Linked DNA regions of Mus musculus: regions 2, 3 and 4 are each linked to region 1. Evidence: chromatin contacts called from public HiCAR-type and promoter capture Hi-C data. All regions are on one chromosome and are shown on one strand. The core of a region is the stretch at or near the end of the contact, and the rest is flanking DNA. Distances in the headings are between cores, read along the strand shown. Region 1 holds the start of A230028O05Rik (RIKEN cDNA A230028O05 gene). Region 2 holds the start of Rfc4 (replication factor C (activator 1) 4). Region 3 holds the start of Rtp1 (receptor transporter protein 1). Region 4 holds the start of Rtp2 (receptor transporter protein 2).

Region 1 (4,038 bases), core at 1,077-3,576:
TTCCCATCCCTCCTGCATGGTAGGAATAATAAACATGCCTGTTTTATTGGGGGGGGGGGGTGAAGGAAATGAGACCTTACACACAGAAAGGGAATATGATTCATCTCCAGCTAGCGGTGAGTCAGCTGAGACAGCCCAGGCACCCTGACACTGGGGGGGAGGGGGGAGCATTCACAAGGCCAGCCGTCCTGCTTGCTGTTATTTCCAAACCTTTAATATCTTCTGCAGCTTCATGCTTCTTGCACTGGCTCACTTTTGATTAAGTTCTTTATTGTGATGCGAACAGTAAGGGACTTGGTCTTTTCTACGTTCTGAAAGGAACTTGAAATGTTTTTATATTTTCCTAGGAGCTCTGAGCTTCCCAAAATGTGGGCTTCTTGGGAAACTTGTAGTGAGAATTCTGAAGATGTGCACAGTGAAAAATATCGGGCAAGGCCAAACATCCAGTTAAGGTGGGAAGTGGGGACTCGTCCCCAAACAGGCGGTGCGCTTCTCTGGAGTCTAAGGCCTCTTTTATAACACCTAGTGACAGTTTTTCTGTGTAGGTGCTGAGAAGCATAAGAAGAGCTGTGGTGAGCTACTTCTTGTGGAATCAGAGTATTAAGAAATCCCGGGAAAACTTGTCAAAAAGAAAATGCGGCTTTTCCTGCCCTGAGGCTATCTCAAGGGAGGAAGAAGAGAGTATATGGAAGCCTGCCTCCAGAAGACTGGTGAGAACAGAAGGGTTGGCCAGCCCCAGGACAGCCCTCAAGGCAAGCTATGACTTTTACCAAGCCAGACACTCACATAAAGGCCCTCAGTAAGGTGACTACATAAAATGCAACCCAAGCCAGACATTTTAGCGTGATGAAGGAAGCTATTCAGGACTCCAGGCTGTGGTGGCACACACCTTTAATCCCGTCACTAAGATGGCAGAGGCAGGCAGATCCCTGAGTCAAAAGCCAGCCTGGTCTACAGAGCGAGTTCCAGGACAGCCAGGGCTACACAGATAATCCCTGTCTATAAATTATATGTAATTATTATAAAATATATGTAATATTAGATAGATAGATAGATAGATAGATAGATAGATAGATAGATAGATAGATAGATAGATAGAAGGCCTACCTAAACAAAGAGAAGGCAAATCAAGAAGGGTGGGTGCTGGGTGGCCTTTGCCATCGGTGTTGATATTGACAAGGAATGAGTTCTACCCATGGAGCAATAACTATATAATAACTTATATCCCATACAAGAGACTTAACACAGGCACAAAGGGACTGGTTATCTGGAGGACATTAGTAAATCTCTCAGAAAAACTGAAAGAAGGCAGCAAGAGAGGTGGGGGCACCCAAGTTGAGATTTGATGGCTACAGAGGAACTGAGGCATGGCAGTAGGAAGTCAGGCAGAGGTCATCAAGCCCAGAAACTAGCCTCTGTGGGATGCTCAGGGAAAGGCAGGGTCAATCGGATATGCCTGCCATAGACCGCGGCAAGAATGACATGGGCACCCCGGGCTGGGTTTGGCCTACTGTGTAGACAAGCTGACATCTGTTTCTAAGTATGATTCGCCAAGTCAATTCTCCCCTCCCCGGGTTTGCTTTGTCTCTGCTGGGCAAGTGGTCTTCTCTCTCCATCAAGGACTCTCATCTGAGGAAGACACCACTTCCGGGTTTCACTACCAAATTCTCCCTGAGTCTCTAGCCACGGAGAAATGGGTTTGGATGATCACAGGAAGTACCTTTTTGGCAGTCCAACATGGCCAGAAATCTGAAGGGGGTGGATTTTAGTGGCTCTCCCTTTTTGATATTTCGCCTTTGGGAGACTCTTTCTCTGCTTACTTTCCAGGACTTACAAGTCCGGAGTTCCTTTGGACTTTAGAGACCTTAGGCTTTTAGAGACCTGAAGGTCACAGGATCAAAGAGGGACTTTCTCCTTTGGTCCTTAAGACCAACTGGTGAGGTAGGTTGAGAACAGGTAACAGTTAACAGGCAGAGAAAGGATTGACAGCTGCTGCCAGGAGCTCATCAGCCAGGCTTTGTATATGGAGCACCGTAAGCTTTCCAGCAGGAAGGAGGGGAAGGGTAGAAGGAAGAGGAGTAGCAAGCAGAAAGGGGGAGGAGCAGAATAGTGCCGAAGGACTAAACTAGAACTTTCTTCTTCGCCCCACCTCCAAACTTACCCCTCCCTCGCAACCCAGGGGGGAGAAAATGGGTCTGAGGCTGTGCGGTTGGGAAGGGCGGAGGGTAACATCTTCACAGATGCTGCAGCTTGGCCCTGCAGGGCTGCTGGGCCTTTGAAAGGCCACTTGTAAACTCTTGGTTCCGAACAGAAAGGCAGCCGGGAGGAGCTGGGGCGCGGGCAGGGGGAGGAGACCGGTCTGCCTTCAGTGCCTAGAAATCAAAGCAGCCAACCTTGGGCTTTTTCTTTCCTTCACACTGAGGCACTTTTATTGGCGAGATGAAGGGAGGCAGAGAGGGCCTACAGCCCTCGCTTCGCTTTTGGAGGTTAATGACCCAGTTAGCAGCTCTTGGCTGAGTTTCCGACATTTTGCAGACATCAAGCCCCGCGCCTCTGCCAAGTACATTCTGTTCCCTGGAGCCCATCCAATGCATCTCAGATTACTATGTAATGCGACAAAGAGGGAGAGGCGGCTGGGAGGGGCCCGGAGAGCTGGGCGGGGTGAGCGGGCGGTAGCCCCGAGAGCGGGACGCAGAAGCCGGCTGGCGGGGAAGAGGATGCCACTCTAAATACAGCTGCTCCAGGGGAGTCGCATCCCTCGAGGGGCTTCTTAGCTGGAGAGGGAGCCCGAAAGGAGGGTGGACAGGCCCTGTCCTCCAGGAATCCTGCCCCGTAGAGCCCGGCACGGTCCAGAACGCAGATGGGGGTGGGGAGAACAACCGGAGACCCGACAGGACAGCGGGAGGAGGAATCCAAGGGGCGGGCCTAGGGGCTCGGCTCCGCCCCTCCAGGCTGCCCCAGGCCCGTCCCAGCAGCTCCAGGGGTGAACAGCCTGCTGGCTAATTATAGACCTGAATGGAAAGCGGCGCTTTTGAATGATCTTGTTGCTCGCACTGCCTTCAGAGTCTGAGGAGCAGGTGCGGCCCTGCTATATACAAAGTGATTCATTTAAAAGCCCTCTGTCACGTACGCTCACTTACTGACACACAGGAATCCTTGTGCGCTCCACCACCCAAAGGATTCCAGAACTGGCTTAAAAGAACTTGAGCTCAGGGCAGAAACCAAGCGACTATTGGAACAACTTCACCACTCCTTAGTAGTCTCGCAGAGTAGATGAGAGAGGGTACTAGGCCTTTCTCAAAATGTTGAAAAGTAGGGTCTTTGCAATTTACAGCTGGAGAAACGGAGGCTGAGACAGAGTTTTGAGACGTGTCTGTGAGAGCGGGAAGTCAGTGTGAAGCTAAAGAGAAGCATGGGGTCCTGCCAGCCCCTTCCTCTGCCTGCCCAGACTGGAGCTTAACGTCTCCCATCCTGAACCTCTGGCACGGAAGAACACCCCTCCTTCTAGAATACCCCTCTTTCCTGAGTGTGGCACCTACCCGTTGCACCTCCCATCCCTGAATCCCACCAGTAAACCAGCTGAAGCCAGTTCCAGGCCTAGGAACTGGCAATCATGCCCATTTTCCCTAGTGTTCTGTATGAGTCAATCTGTTACGGCTCTGTCAGCACAATGCCCTGTGAGGAACTACAGAGGGGGCAAAACTTCCTTCCCTGTCAGCGTCTTACACCCACCTCGGGTTCACACTCACAGCTAGCCAAGACTTTCCATGACCTTGATGACCAACTGCAGTCTGCATAAGCACAATGGAGCCTCATGCCCATTTGATGGAGTCCTTGAAGAGTCTTGGAGGGAGGAAATGACTGGCTCATGGTCATCTGATGGTGAGTCTGTATGGAGAGAGCCCAAAGTGGGCCTGTCTGCATCCTGAGTTGAGGTCAACACACTTACTTCTTTCTTAGATCCGACCACAAGCCCACTCAGTCACAGAGAAATATTGCTGTGAGCAATCTGATTATTTGCTCTCTGGTCCCCACATC
Region 2 (4,038 bases), core at 749-3,248, 1.9 Mb after region 1:
AGGAAATTCAGTTAGAATAACAAATAGTGTAGTGAAAAGCAATGCACTCTGTCTTGTGCTGGGTAATTTGTAATGAATGTATACTTACTTAAGGCTTGTTTTCTGGTTCTGGAACTCGCTCTGTAGACCAGGCTGTCCTCAGATCAACTGCCTCTACCTCAGCCTCCCAAATGCTGGATTTAAGGCACATGCCACCCCCACGCCCAGCTATGCTTAGTTTTGTTTTGTTCTGAAGACTTTTTTTTATGTATACGGGTACACCGTAGCTCATCTTCAAACTGCAGCTGTCTTTAGACACACCAGAAGAGGGCTTCAGATTCCATGACAGATGGTTGTGAGCCACCATGTGGTTTCTGGGAATTGAACTCAAGACCTCTGGAAAGAGGTCAGTGCTCTTAACCGCTGAGCCATCTCTTCAGCCCCTCTACTGGAATCCCAGTTCTTAAATCTGGCAAGTTTAAGCTTAAGCACCATCTGGTAGGATCTCTTGCAGAACCATCTCAAGGGGGAACGAAAACCGAAAAGAACAAAGTCTCTTGTTATAGCATTAACCCTGGAATTACTGAGGACAACACCGGGGATTGATTACATTGAGGTTTTCCATCTGAGGTTTGGAGGAAGCAGAAACATTATGTCCACTAACCACAGACCTTATAAATACATAGTCCCAGACACCAGAGATTCTGACCTTGTAGGTCTGTTTTGGGACTGAAAGTGTACTTCTGCCAAACCCTGCACAGGCTTCTGATGAAATGCAGCCTTTTAGAATTTTGGTTCTAGAAAATGAGCACAATTAGACAAATTCTACTTCTGGTGGAAACAATGACATTTCATCCACTGTAGGGCAAAGGTTAGTTGAACCCCCTGAGGGCTCAGGGGTTCTATCCAGGAAGGGTGACTATCTTTCACTCCTGTGGCTGGCAAGTTCAGCTCCCAGCAATGCAGTTACTGGAGCAGTCGTCGCTGTTGGACTCGTGTGACAACCACCTCTGCTACCAAAGCTACACTAGGAACTTATTATGCTAACATGAGGACATCTAAGGGCAGAGGCTGGCTAAGAACTGAAAGATTCATTTGGACTAGTAAATCCTTCACAGGACAAGCTGTCTGCTGACAGTTGGTATATACTACAAAGCTTTCAAATTCTTTCTTTTTCGCTTGGTCCACCCCCCCCCCCCCCCAAGATGCTGGAACGCAAACTCCAGTCCTCTGGGAAAGCAGCAAGTCCTTTTAACTGATGAGTTTATCTCCTGCCCGATCACGAGGTTTTTGAGTGGGTCTCGGGAATTACAAAATGCCCATAGAAGATGGTCCTCCCTCCCTACAATAAGCTGATTTTACTGACTGTAAGACATCTGTCCCGGGCTGTGTGTGTTTAAGTATTCCGCTTGCGTGCAAGTACGTGCAGCACACGTATTCAGGGTCTGCAGCCCTGAAGGGAACGTTGGACCCCTGAACTGGAGTTCCAGTTGTGAGCCACCAGATGGCTATCAAAACCCCAAGTATCAAACCGAAGTCCTCCACAAAAGCAGTGAATGCTCTTAAACCGCTGAGCCTTCTCTCTAGCTTCACTTCTAAAAAGCAGTTTGCTCTGTGTCCTTGAATATCGGGGGCAGGGCAGTAGTTCGCACAGTGTCCCCTTCCGGCGAAGGGTCAAGTGAGCACGTCTTGGCCCTGACCTCCGGGCTGACGGACGATGGCAGCAAACCCAAGAAGCCACTGGCTTAATGAAAGCCTCTCCCAGCGTGGGCCCGCCCTAGGCCCGGTCCTTCGAGCAAAGCTTTCTCCTTAGGTCGGCTCCTCCCCGACCGCGCTCTGCAGTGTCTGCTGGGCCGAGGTCTGGCCGCGGAGTCTACACAGGATCACCTCCGCGGAACGCCCCAGATGCACCCAGAAGCCGAGCTTAGCCACCGCTAGCCAAAAAGGGAGCGCGTCACTGGCACCCGCGCGCCGGAAGTGACGTTATTGCGTGGCGCGCTCCCGCCATGCCTTTCGCCGCCGTTCTGTGGCGGGAACCGCGGTGCCAGGGGGACGGTGACGACTGTAAGTGATGGGTCTGAGTGTTCTCAGCCTTTTACAGGCTGGCGGGGACCGGGATGTGACCTCCGCCTTCCCTCTAGGCACAAAGTTAGGGGTCCTTTCAAGGGGAGCTGCCCCATAATGGTTTCTTTTTGTCTTATACCCAGGAGAAGAAGCCATGCAGGCATTTCTGAAAGGCACATCTGTCAGTGCCAAAGCACAACTGACCAAGGACCGGGGGACACCTGCCACTGCAGGAAGCAGTGGAGAAACCAAGAAAGTCAAACCAGTTCCTTGGGTGGAAAAATAGTAAGAACTGCTTGTACTTTTGTTGAAATAACTAATAAGTGCTAGTGGGGTTTTTTTTTTAATGTAAGGGGGACTTTGCTATATTTAGATCACACCTTTGAGGGGTAGGGGGACGCGGTATCACCCAATAATAAGTCTTAGTCCTTGGAGTGATACAGTAGTTGAATTTAATTCTTTAGTTATATAGATGACCTAAGATGTTTATAAAGTGTACAGTTTTAGAGCCCTACAGAAACGAAGAAAGCAATGTTTCTGTGAGCTGGCTATAAACACTTCCACTGAAATCTGACTTTTATCCTTGTATGTATATGGTGAAATTTGTTGGGATCTTGTTGTTGATGTTAAGTACCACTACATTGTCATTTGCTAGATGATACTAGAACCGTCAGCTACGTGGAACCTCTTTGATCACTAAGGATCTTCAGGTTATTTACAAGTCAAACAAGGTCCTCGTGTGTGTTATTTTGCTGTTTCAATATTATTGAGAAGTTCAAATATGAGTACTTCATCTATATCACCCCTCTTCCTGCCCCCAACTCATCCCATAGCCGTCCCCGCAGCAAAGCAAGTGGTGGTCCCATTCAGATCATCGGGCTTTGAAAGCTCGCACTTACCTGTTGGGAATCTCGCTAACCTTAATCTAGGCAAGCACTCTACCACTGTTCTATACTCCGGCCCATAGATCTATAGTTTTCACATGTTTAAAATTTATCGTTGAGGAAGGAGGATGCATGCCATCACAAGCATGCTTCGACTCCCAGGTGGAGTAAGTTCTTAGCTGCCCTGTGTATTCCGTGTGTCAAACTTGGATCATCAGACTTGGCAGTAAGTGCCTTTGCCTGCTGAGCCATCTTACCACTCCAAAACTACCTACCTACCTACCTATCTATCTATCTATGTGTGTATATGTATGCATGTGTGTGTATGTATGTGTGTGTATATATATATATGTATATGTATATATATATATATATATATATATATATATATAATTTTTTTTTTAACAAGGAGGTGGGGAAGGGAGGACCTAGGGTTCAGCTTCTCCAGTCAGACGGCTCTGGCTCCAAGCTCTCACATTTGCTCACTTTTATGCTGCCTCTCCTTTGGAGAAGCCTTCATCACCACGTGCCTGTCATACATCCTTGGACGGTTTCACTGTTACCTGCCTCATCCTGGCAGACCTTTATAGCACACGCAATGATTCTTGCCCAGTACCAACCTGATTAATTACGCTGGTGTGGATCAGAGAATTTGGGGCCAATAAAAGGGCTCAGTGGGTAAAAACACTTGATGTAGAAACCTGACAACATGAGTTTGGTCCCCGAACACGGTAGTAGAAGGAGAGACGTGACCTCTGATATTTGTTCCCTTTACATCATCTGTATGTGTTGCCCACAGGCACACACACACACACACAAAACAAATAAAAAATTTTAAATTGTTTCTAGTTAATGTGTTTGAGTGTTTGGCCTACACATATATTGCCTGTGTTCCATGTGTGTACCGAATGCCCATAGAGGCTAGAAAAAGGCGCCAAATACCATAGAACTAGAGTTATAAATAGTTGTGAGCTACCATGTGGGCTCTGGGAATTGAGCCCAGGTCCTCTAGAAGAGCAGCGGGTGCTCTTATCCACTAAGCCATGTCTGTAGCCTCAAAATAAAAGGATGTTTTGTTAATTTACTAGGTAGAAATCTCAGTCATAAAGTT
Region 3 (4,038 bases), core at 919-3,418, 1.6 Mb after region 1:
TGCTGTACCGCACTCGTAGCAGAGCTGCTTGAACACACGCATGCGCACCGAACCAGCGCGCTGAGCCTTGTCCAGGTACATGTGGAAGAGGATGACTACATGGGGTGACTGCCAGGTGTGCCAGCACCAGGAACAGTGGAACCTGCCAGCGGTGGAAAGAAAAAGAAGAGAGGGTCATGTGGAGGGAGGAAACAGGCCAGGAAAGGGTGAGGAGATGTGGATGCTGACAAAAACAGAGCCCGGAGGTAGGGCGGTGTGTTGACAGTCCCCAGGGTCCATTAGTTTCCCCAGGACGCCATCCTCCTTGCTCTATGTGAGTGCCCAAGGGACAAGAGCAGTCTCCCAGACTTGCCATCGGGCATCTAGTAATGGTTTGCTCCCTAGTTGCTTTCCAGAGTCCGAGTCTCCCTTCAGCCTGGTTCCTTCAGGCCTTGTCCCTCATCCCAATTCTGATGAATTCATTCTTCATCTATAAAATGCTCTGGGTACATTAAGTGAGCCCTCTCTGCCTATACTGTGTGGAAGTCCAATAGCAAATCTGAATTTTGCAGGCTAATAGATACAGAAGCCTGTCAACACTGAACAGGCTAGCACTGGCCCAGAGCTAATGCATTCCCACGTCCTGGAAGTGGAGGCACTGTGAGAACAACATGACCCACCTTCCCCCAGGGGCCAGAATCTCCCACTGACTAAGGCCAGCAGGGATTCACAAGTCAGTGACCAAGTCCAAGTTAGCCACAAATCCTTCCCACCCTACCCTACAAGAACCTCTGGGAAGCAGCACCCTCCTACCATCTGATCCAGGCGCCCCATGTTTTCATTTTAGCCATTGGGTTTATTCACATATTTAGCAGCTATTTCCCTCACTCAGGCCATGTCAGAACTGTAGGGGCCACAGAAATCACCTATCGTTCATTTTGGTTCAAGACACAGCATAAGAGCCCTTGGTGTACACACATTTATTTACTGAGAGTCAGAATCAGCGTCCAGCAATGCTGGCAGGAGACGACTTGAGAATGAGCCAAGCTAAGCAGGGAGGCCTTCGCTTTTAACCCAGACACCTGTACTACCTTTCTGCCCTCACTCAGGCCCCCAAAGTAAAGACTTAAAATAAACCCATCGACCGGACCCACGGACTAGAATGTAGCTATTCTCGGGTATCTTTGTACCTACAAATCACGTGGGAGCCTTCTAAAATTTGGGTACTTAGCTGAATCTGGAAAGGGTCCAATACTCAGCAGCCATAACAAATTCTAGATAATTGTCACCATCATTCATGCCTGGAGCAGAAGGTGAAGCTCTAGGATAGCCCTTCATTCAGCAAGTGGAGAAAGCATAACCCAGAGAGGGGGGTGGATTGCTCAAGTGTCATGGAGACACCGCAGAGTTAGTTTCTAACATGACTCGTGTGTTCACTGTTTTAAACCAAATGGGGCTGAATTAACCAGAATTAACCAGTAAACATCCCCAATACAAGAGCACAGATTCCCTTGAGCCCTGGTGAACCTAAGCCCCTCTTCTCTCAGTTCACAGCTACTCTTAAAGACATCATTGAAATCTAAAAATGTGTAAGCTGTCAAGAGTCAGAAACTCATAAGTATGATCCACCTCTTTATTTGCCAAGTGGAGAAGCCACAAGAAGAGAAGTTCTCCTGCAATCAGCAGAAAGCCTAGACTCACACTGAGGGTCCCCACCTCCTTTGAGGGACTACCTGTCTTCTAGTTTACCTTGGCCTAACAGTGAGACCCAGCAAGCATGGGTTCTGTTTGTCCTCTCTCCGTAGAAGATGCCCCAGGCTAAGTAAGGTTCCAGAGGCTACCTTCGGGCTCCTTATTGCTGGGCTACTCACCTGCCTGAGGCATGAAGTTCCAGGTACTGCTTCCAGCCAGGGGCCAACACATTGTGCTTGAGGTTGGGGTCTATGATGAAGTCCCAGCTGTCCGCTGGCTTCACCTCCTCCATCTTCTCGTAGAAGACCTTCTTCCACTCACCTGTGGTCACACTCTTACACATGTCTTCGTCAGTGGGAAGAGGAGGCAAACTACACTTTATAGAGAACGTGGGGAAAGAGGGTAAGTGTAAGGCAGGGCAGCGCAGTCTCCACGGTCTAAAAATCCTCATCGGCAGGATCAGGAGGAAGCAGGACCCAGCTCCCTCCTTTGTCCGCAGTGGAACCTATCTCCAAGGCAACCAGGCAGAGTGCCAGGAGACACAACCTGGGGAGGAGAGTCTCTGGAAGGGTATTCCAGAGCCCTGATTGCAGTCTACAGAAGCAAGGTTTAGGAGGCTAAATGATCCAAGATAGTTTGGGGGCCTGACAAAAGGCTAGACTTCAGACCATTTCACCTTGGCCTGCAACAGCATGGCAAAGTAAGGACTTAAGAGCTGGCTCAATTTTACCTTGCTGTACCCTGGAGGCATCATCAGCACCTGGCTGCTATGGTAACCACTATGCCTTAGGGAGCCAAGGAGAAATAAGGGATGGGAAGATGTACACTTGTTAGTAGGTAGAACCATAATGTAGTCTCCGTCTGCCTATCTTGTACCTGAAACCCCCCCCCCAATTGATACACATCATCTGAGATCTCATAAATCATATTCACCCTACCAATATGGAACCTCAGACTTACCTTACCCTATAAACAGCAGAGTTGATGATGAGCCATTCTAACCCATTCATTTCTTCTATTTCAAGGATATTGATGTGTCAAGCCCTACACAAAGTGCTTGTAACTGGATGTATATCAGGTCACAATAACGTATTGAGTTCCACATTGTGAGAACCACTTAAAAGAGCAGCCACCTGTGCACAAAGGTAGTAGCTGTTGCATCAGCCAGGCAGTGAGACAGGACTCCTTCCAAGTCCGTTACAGAAGAGCAGCAGAAAAACATCTGAGGCAACACTGCCTGCATATATGAACCTGTAGACTGTTTACATCTTTAACAATAAAATAACTCTTCTTATTCACTTTGATTCAGAGCATTGGAAATATTCGACAATAAATAAAACAGAGCAGGAGCCTAAGAAGGCAAACTCGCTAACCAAATTGGGAAGGCATTCAGACCAATCAGGGAGACTACAAAATGGGGCCAAAAAAGGAGCGAAGTTTAAACAAGGGATGCTGGCTCAAGGGAGGCAAGGAATAAAAAGTTCCCAGAGAACTTGCTATGAAGGGGACATGAGAAATGGTAAAAGTGATTGTGCAGGGAGTAGGGGTAGAAGGTAGGTCTATCTACTAGGATAAGCAAGGACTGGATCAGGCTCTGGGGAAAGGGTTAAAGATGGCCCTGTGGGGCTGACCTTGCACAGGGAGAGTCAGGACAGAGGCTAAGTGTGCAGATGGCTTGGGAGGTAGAGACAGGCTCCACCCTGCATGGAAGGAGGTCACCAGATGGAACTGGGCTCAGGGCCTGTCCTGGCTGAGGCTACATGTGTCACTGTGTCCTGAGGCTGGCAGTATGATGTATTGCTCTGCTGACCTCTGCTTTCTCCCTTACTGCCTCCAAGCCTACTGGAGGTGTTGAGAGCAACCAAGGCTCAGAAAAGGGTGACAAGCAAGAGGGTAGTTGATTCCATCTCAAAAGTTGCCAGTTCGGCTGCAGTAGCTGAGCAGCCCAGGGCCACATCTTTCTCCAGGCAGGTGTTTATGGTGGGACCCAGTGTACGTCATGCTGCTTGCTCCCAAGGGCACACGGTTGGCACCTTGTCTTCTGATGGGCAGTAGGAACTTAGGGCCTTTCTCACGCTGCTTAATAGGGGCCAGACTTGTAGTTTTTAACAAGTTGTATTTCCTTCAAAAATTCATGATGTGTTTATTTCAGAAAAGTTACAAAATAAAGAAAAACTTCAACATCACTACCCAAGATGACTGTTATTAGCATTAAGATGTATATCACAGGACATTTTGATGAGTTTTATAAAGGATAACATATTGTAAATATTCTTCTAGGTCATTAATATTATTCTAGAGTCTCAGGTTGAATATATTCTGTTATATGGATGGGCACAATTTATGTAGCCCATCTTGTTCTTGAGG
Region 4 (4,038 bases), core at 874-3,373, 1.1 Mb after region 1:
TCATCACATAGTATTTTAACAAATAAAATTTAAATAATGAACATTTTGCAAAAGTATTTATTACTTGAACTCCATAGTAAAGGATAAGAGTGGCTCATTTTGCGTGTGAGATCTAGATAGATAGTGTTATTTTTTTAAGGCTAAAATTAGTTCATTTAAAACATTATCACCCAGACTGAAGATGCTGCAGCTCCAAGTTATGAGCTGCCAGTGAGCAATGTGCCCACATGGAGAGTGTCTTAATGGTGCAGCCCAGTGCCAACCTGAGAAAGACTGAGCTAGTAATTGTCACATCATCGTATAGTAATTGCTACACTCATTGGTGATATCCCAGAAAGAGTTTCCAGTGCCAACAGCGTTGTTGAACAGAAAGATGAATCGCCCTGGTTTCTGCTTAGAGGATTCCATTCTAACTTAAGTATGATCCGATGCCTAAGGGGATTGCATCATCTGAGAGAGAACAAAACAAAGCCAAACAGACGAACCCTAGCAATTCCCACTGTCCTTTAAGCTTTCCGACACTGCCTTTGATCTGGGAACAATGGTATAGTACATCTCAGAGCTGGACCACGGCACTTCGCTCTAGGTCGGGCCAAAATCTCGTGGCTTCCTTCAGTTCCCGGGAACTCATGGACCCTGGATGTCACCTGTTTTGTAGCTGATGATAGGAGAGTCCCCAGTGAGTCACCCAGTCCAGGGTTTCTTTTGAGAGCAGTTTTCCATTTCTAGGCCTGAGTTGTCCTGATTCACTATGAAAAGATTTGAATTGGCTGTGGTGCTCCAAGCCTTTAATCTCAGCGCTCAGGAGGCAAAGGCAGGCTGATCTCTGTGATTTCCATGCCAGCCAAGGCTACATAGTGAAACCCTTCCAAAAAAGTAAATAAATAAAAAATAAGAAAAAGAAAAAGGGAAGGAGGGCTGGGGTTTGGGAATTTAAATCGAGGCCAATAAGGAAACCGGAAATCAGTAGTTCTTGATGGCCTTACAGCACAGACTTGTACTTCTATAGGTTAACACAAAGCTAGTGGAAGAGCACTTCTCTGAGTTGAAGGATGTTCAGTGGCCATCCTCCTAACCCTATCCCACACAGAGACCATATGGAGGCGCATGACAAATCTGGAACCCAGCACTGATAACTTCCGGCACCTAGCTACCCTTTTTAGTTCTGCCTACTTTCGCTGTCTCCACAGCCCTAGAAGCCAGAGCTTCAGGTTAAAGAAGTGACAGGTGATGGACTACAGACATCGCAGAAACCTCGCAATATCCGGGGCAGAACCAGGTATCCACAGCCTCTGGTCTGTAAAAAAATAGAACTTGGGCGTCAGGAAGCCTCGGCTCTCTGTTGTCTGCTCTGCATCAGCTGAGGTAGCTCAGCCTGCAGCTCGGAAGATACTAGATCCCGTAGCAGCAGCCTCCGCGAGCCCTGGGAGCAGGGAGTGACTGTGGCAACCCTGGAGTGTGAACTGTTATCACTGAGCTTTTCACAGTGTATTAAATTACTTCTGTCTCACCAACCGGATTGAGAATTCTCCAGCGAAGGGAGAGCGACGTGTCACTTGTCGCGTCTCCCTTCATCACGATGTTAGGAGCATAATACGCTCGAGATAATTAAAGGGGTAGACATCATTTAGGAAGGCCTGGATCTGAATTGTGGATGATCACTTGGGGGTTACAGAAGCCTGCTTTCTGGTCTGTCTTGGCTAGTACACAGATCAAGTAGCTTGTGGCTAGCACATGGCAAACAATGGCCACAATGCATCAGGAGTGTGGGAGCATCAGGTCCCATATCTCCATTCTGCTTCTGCTGACGTCCCTAGGGTATTATGGTTGCCATGGCACATGGCTGGAGAAAGCAGGGAAGAGCAGTGGGGTGAAAAAGGGCCACCACATAGCCCTTGTCCTCTGGGGAACCTCCGTCAGCCCATGGGTTGGATCTCACCTCTCTCTGCTTTCTCAACCTAGTCAGCATTACAATTCAGTTTGCCTCTGCAATCTGGCTCAGGACCCTGGAACTCTCCCTGGAGGCTTGCCTCCTCCCTATCCCTGGCTCCTGGTACCTGCCTGGCTGTCATAGTAACAGGTTCCAGGGTGACAAAAGAGGAAGCTGGCTCTTGTGGGTAAGGCTTTTTGGACCACAGAGACTGCCTGGGCTGCATCTATCTAAGCTTTCTGTTCTTCCTTGGGCTGAGTTCACCCTTCTATCCCAGCCAACAGGACCATGTCCACCAGCCTGACCACTTGTGAGTGGAAGAAGGTCTTCTACGAGAAGATGGAGGTGGCCAAGCCAGCGGACAGCTGGGAGCTCATCATAGACCCCACCCTCAAGCCCAATGAGCTGGGCCCTGGCTGGAAGCAGTACCTGGAGCAACATGCCTCAGGCAGGTGAGAGGCTGGTGGGAGGAGGTGCAGGAAGCCCTCCCTCCCCCAGAAGGATGGGGGCTGTCACAGACTTTGCAAGTCTGGGCCTCTGGTAGGTCTCACCAGGTCAGCTCAGGTGACAAGCAGGCAATGAACCACCAGAAGGACCATCTAGGCTATGTTTCTAACCACAGTTGTTCAGGTTCCTTGGTTCCTTGGAACAAATTGTGCCCTGCATTTGAGTCTCAGTTTTCCATAGAAAATCAAGACTGGCAAGGCTTCAAAGCCCTGCAAATTCAGATGCCTAGTATAGATAGAATGGAGAGGAGGTACAATGGGGATCTCCAGAATTCTCAACCTAGAAGTTGGGGTATATGTGTTTGGCGGCTGTGGTGTCCATCTGCTCAATCAAATGCAACTAGACATGAAGACAGAACAAGTTACTGATCACATAGTATATTTGAGAGCCTGGTTCCATAGCTCTGTGAACTTGGCCTTGTCCCCTTCTTTCTCTGGTTCCCAGTTTTCATATTTACAAGGCAAGGGAGCTCATCTTAGCTCATCTTAAAACACTACTCCAATCCCGTCCAACACTACTGTCAGTGGATGACAAGTTGCTGACCTCAGGCAGCACTTGCCCTAGATCCTCCTAAGTGCTCCTCACTCTTCTGCCATGCAGAGTGTCCTGGGGGCTCTTCTAAAATCGTTTCCCTTTTACAAACAGATGATGGGGGTGGGGGATGGGAGCCACAGTTTCTTGGTCAGACAGCCTCCAGCTCACCTGCAGTGGTGCAGCGCCCCCCCCCCCCCCAGGCGAGCTGGTGGCTGTGTTGTGGAGGTGTGAAAAAATTATGGCTGGGTTGTCCATATTGTAAGAATGTGAAGCCTCTTGAGTAGACAACAGCATGTGGGTGGGAGCAGAAAAAGGCAGGCTGACCATAGGCCTTGCCAACAAATAAATAGAGCATGTGTTAGCATAGGACAGGGCATAGTTGGTTGGTTTGTGTTGTCTCCTGTTATCAATGCTGGGCAGTGGAAATCTCTCTAAGTAGCTGCATGATCTCTATTTTCTATGCTTCAGTCTCACCTCCCCCCCCCCAAGCCCCCCTCCCCTACGTCCCAAATGCTCACCAATGTTTGATACTTTTGGAGATATGGGGTCTGTCTTGAGGGAGGGAAGTTGTTCTAGACTGGCTTATTTTAAAGACTTGGGAGACTGCACGCATGAAGCATTTGAGCCTCCTGGGGGATAAAGTGCAGAAAGTTGGGAACTGGCTGGTGTGTGGGGTTTGGGGAGTTTAGGGACATCTCCAAAGACTCATAGGTCTTCTCACCTTGGGCTTGGTCCCAGCCGGCCACAGAAAGGGCTGGGTCATAGCTGCCCCAGTCATTCTGTGTACATGCTTATTTGATATTGATCTTTCAGATGTACTAAGTATTGGGCCTGAGTACTCGCTCAGTATAGGGAAAATGAGTGGAATCTTCCCCATCCAGGACCTATCAGACACCTCTGCCCTTTTGACCATGTGTTAGGTGCTGCGGGTTTTGTTCTCTGCCCACATTGTCAGTGACTTTCAGAGGTCCAGAAGCTGGCTTGGTTCTACTGCCCCTTCACAGTGGCTGAATAGTGTTTAAAATACAGTTGGTGCTTCTTGTGTTGAATTGAGTTCTTCATCAGAG

Evidence for each region. Promoter capture Hi-C pulls out the DNA fragments that hold promoters and counts their contacts. HiCAR-type assays count read pairs that join an accessible place to other places.
Region 2: a promoter capture Hi-C map of embryonic stem cells shows a contact between it and region 1, with 4 times the contacts expected there. The contact joins the promoter of Rfc4 here to the promoter of A230028O05Rik in region 1. A contact is called at or near these places in 7 of 39 promoter capture datasets (the HPC-7 cell line, embryonic stem cells, liver and 3 more), 2 of 115 datasets of contacts at active chromatin or transcription factors (astrocytes and pancreatic cancer cells) and 2 of 9 other capture datasets (adipose tissue and liver).
Region 3: a contact with region 1 is called in a HiCAR-type map of astrocytes, with 2.4 times the contacts expected there. The contact joins the promoter of Rtp1 here to the promoter of A230028O05Rik in region 1. A contact is called at or near these places in 3 of 39 promoter capture datasets (hippocampal neurons, liver and stem cell-derived epiblast-like cells), 2 of 115 datasets of contacts at active chromatin or transcription factors (astrocytes and embryonic stem cells) and 1 of 9 other capture datasets (liver).
Region 4: a contact with region 1 is called in a promoter capture Hi-C map of embryonic stem cells, with 5 times the contacts expected there. The contact joins the promoter of Rtp2 here to the promoter of A230028O05Rik in region 1. A contact is called at or near these places in 4 of 39 promoter capture datasets (the C10 cell line, embryonic stem cells, liver and 1 more), 1 of 115 datasets of contacts at active chromatin or transcription factors (embryonic stem cells) and 2 of 9 other capture datasets (adipose tissue and macrophages).

Annotation. Positions count from the first base shown.
Region 1 is chr16:25,057,927-25,061,964 of GRCm38.p6, reverse strand. A230028O05Rik (RIKEN cDNA A230028O05 gene) reads right to left here and starts at 2,326. Exons shown (of 3, transcript NR_040374.1): 1 at 2,162-2,326.
Region 2 is chr16:23,125,690-23,129,727 of GRCm38.p6, reverse strand. Rfc4 (replication factor C (activator 1) 4) reads left to right here and starts at 1,998. Exons shown (of 11, transcript NM_145480.1): 1 at 1,998-2,043; 2 at 2,187-2,328. The coding sequence starts at 2,198.
Region 3 is chr16:23,427,263-23,431,300 of GRCm38.p6, reverse strand. Rtp1 (receptor transporter protein 1) reads right to left here and starts at 2,168. Exons shown (of 2, transcript NM_001004151.2): 1 at 1,851-2,168; 2 at 1-142. The coding sequence starts at 2,122.
Region 4 is chr16:23,928,879-23,932,916 of GRCm38.p6, reverse strand. Rtp2 (receptor transporter protein 2) reads left to right here and starts at 2,123. Exons shown (of 2, transcript NM_001008230.3): 1 at 2,123-2,382. The coding sequence starts at 2,219.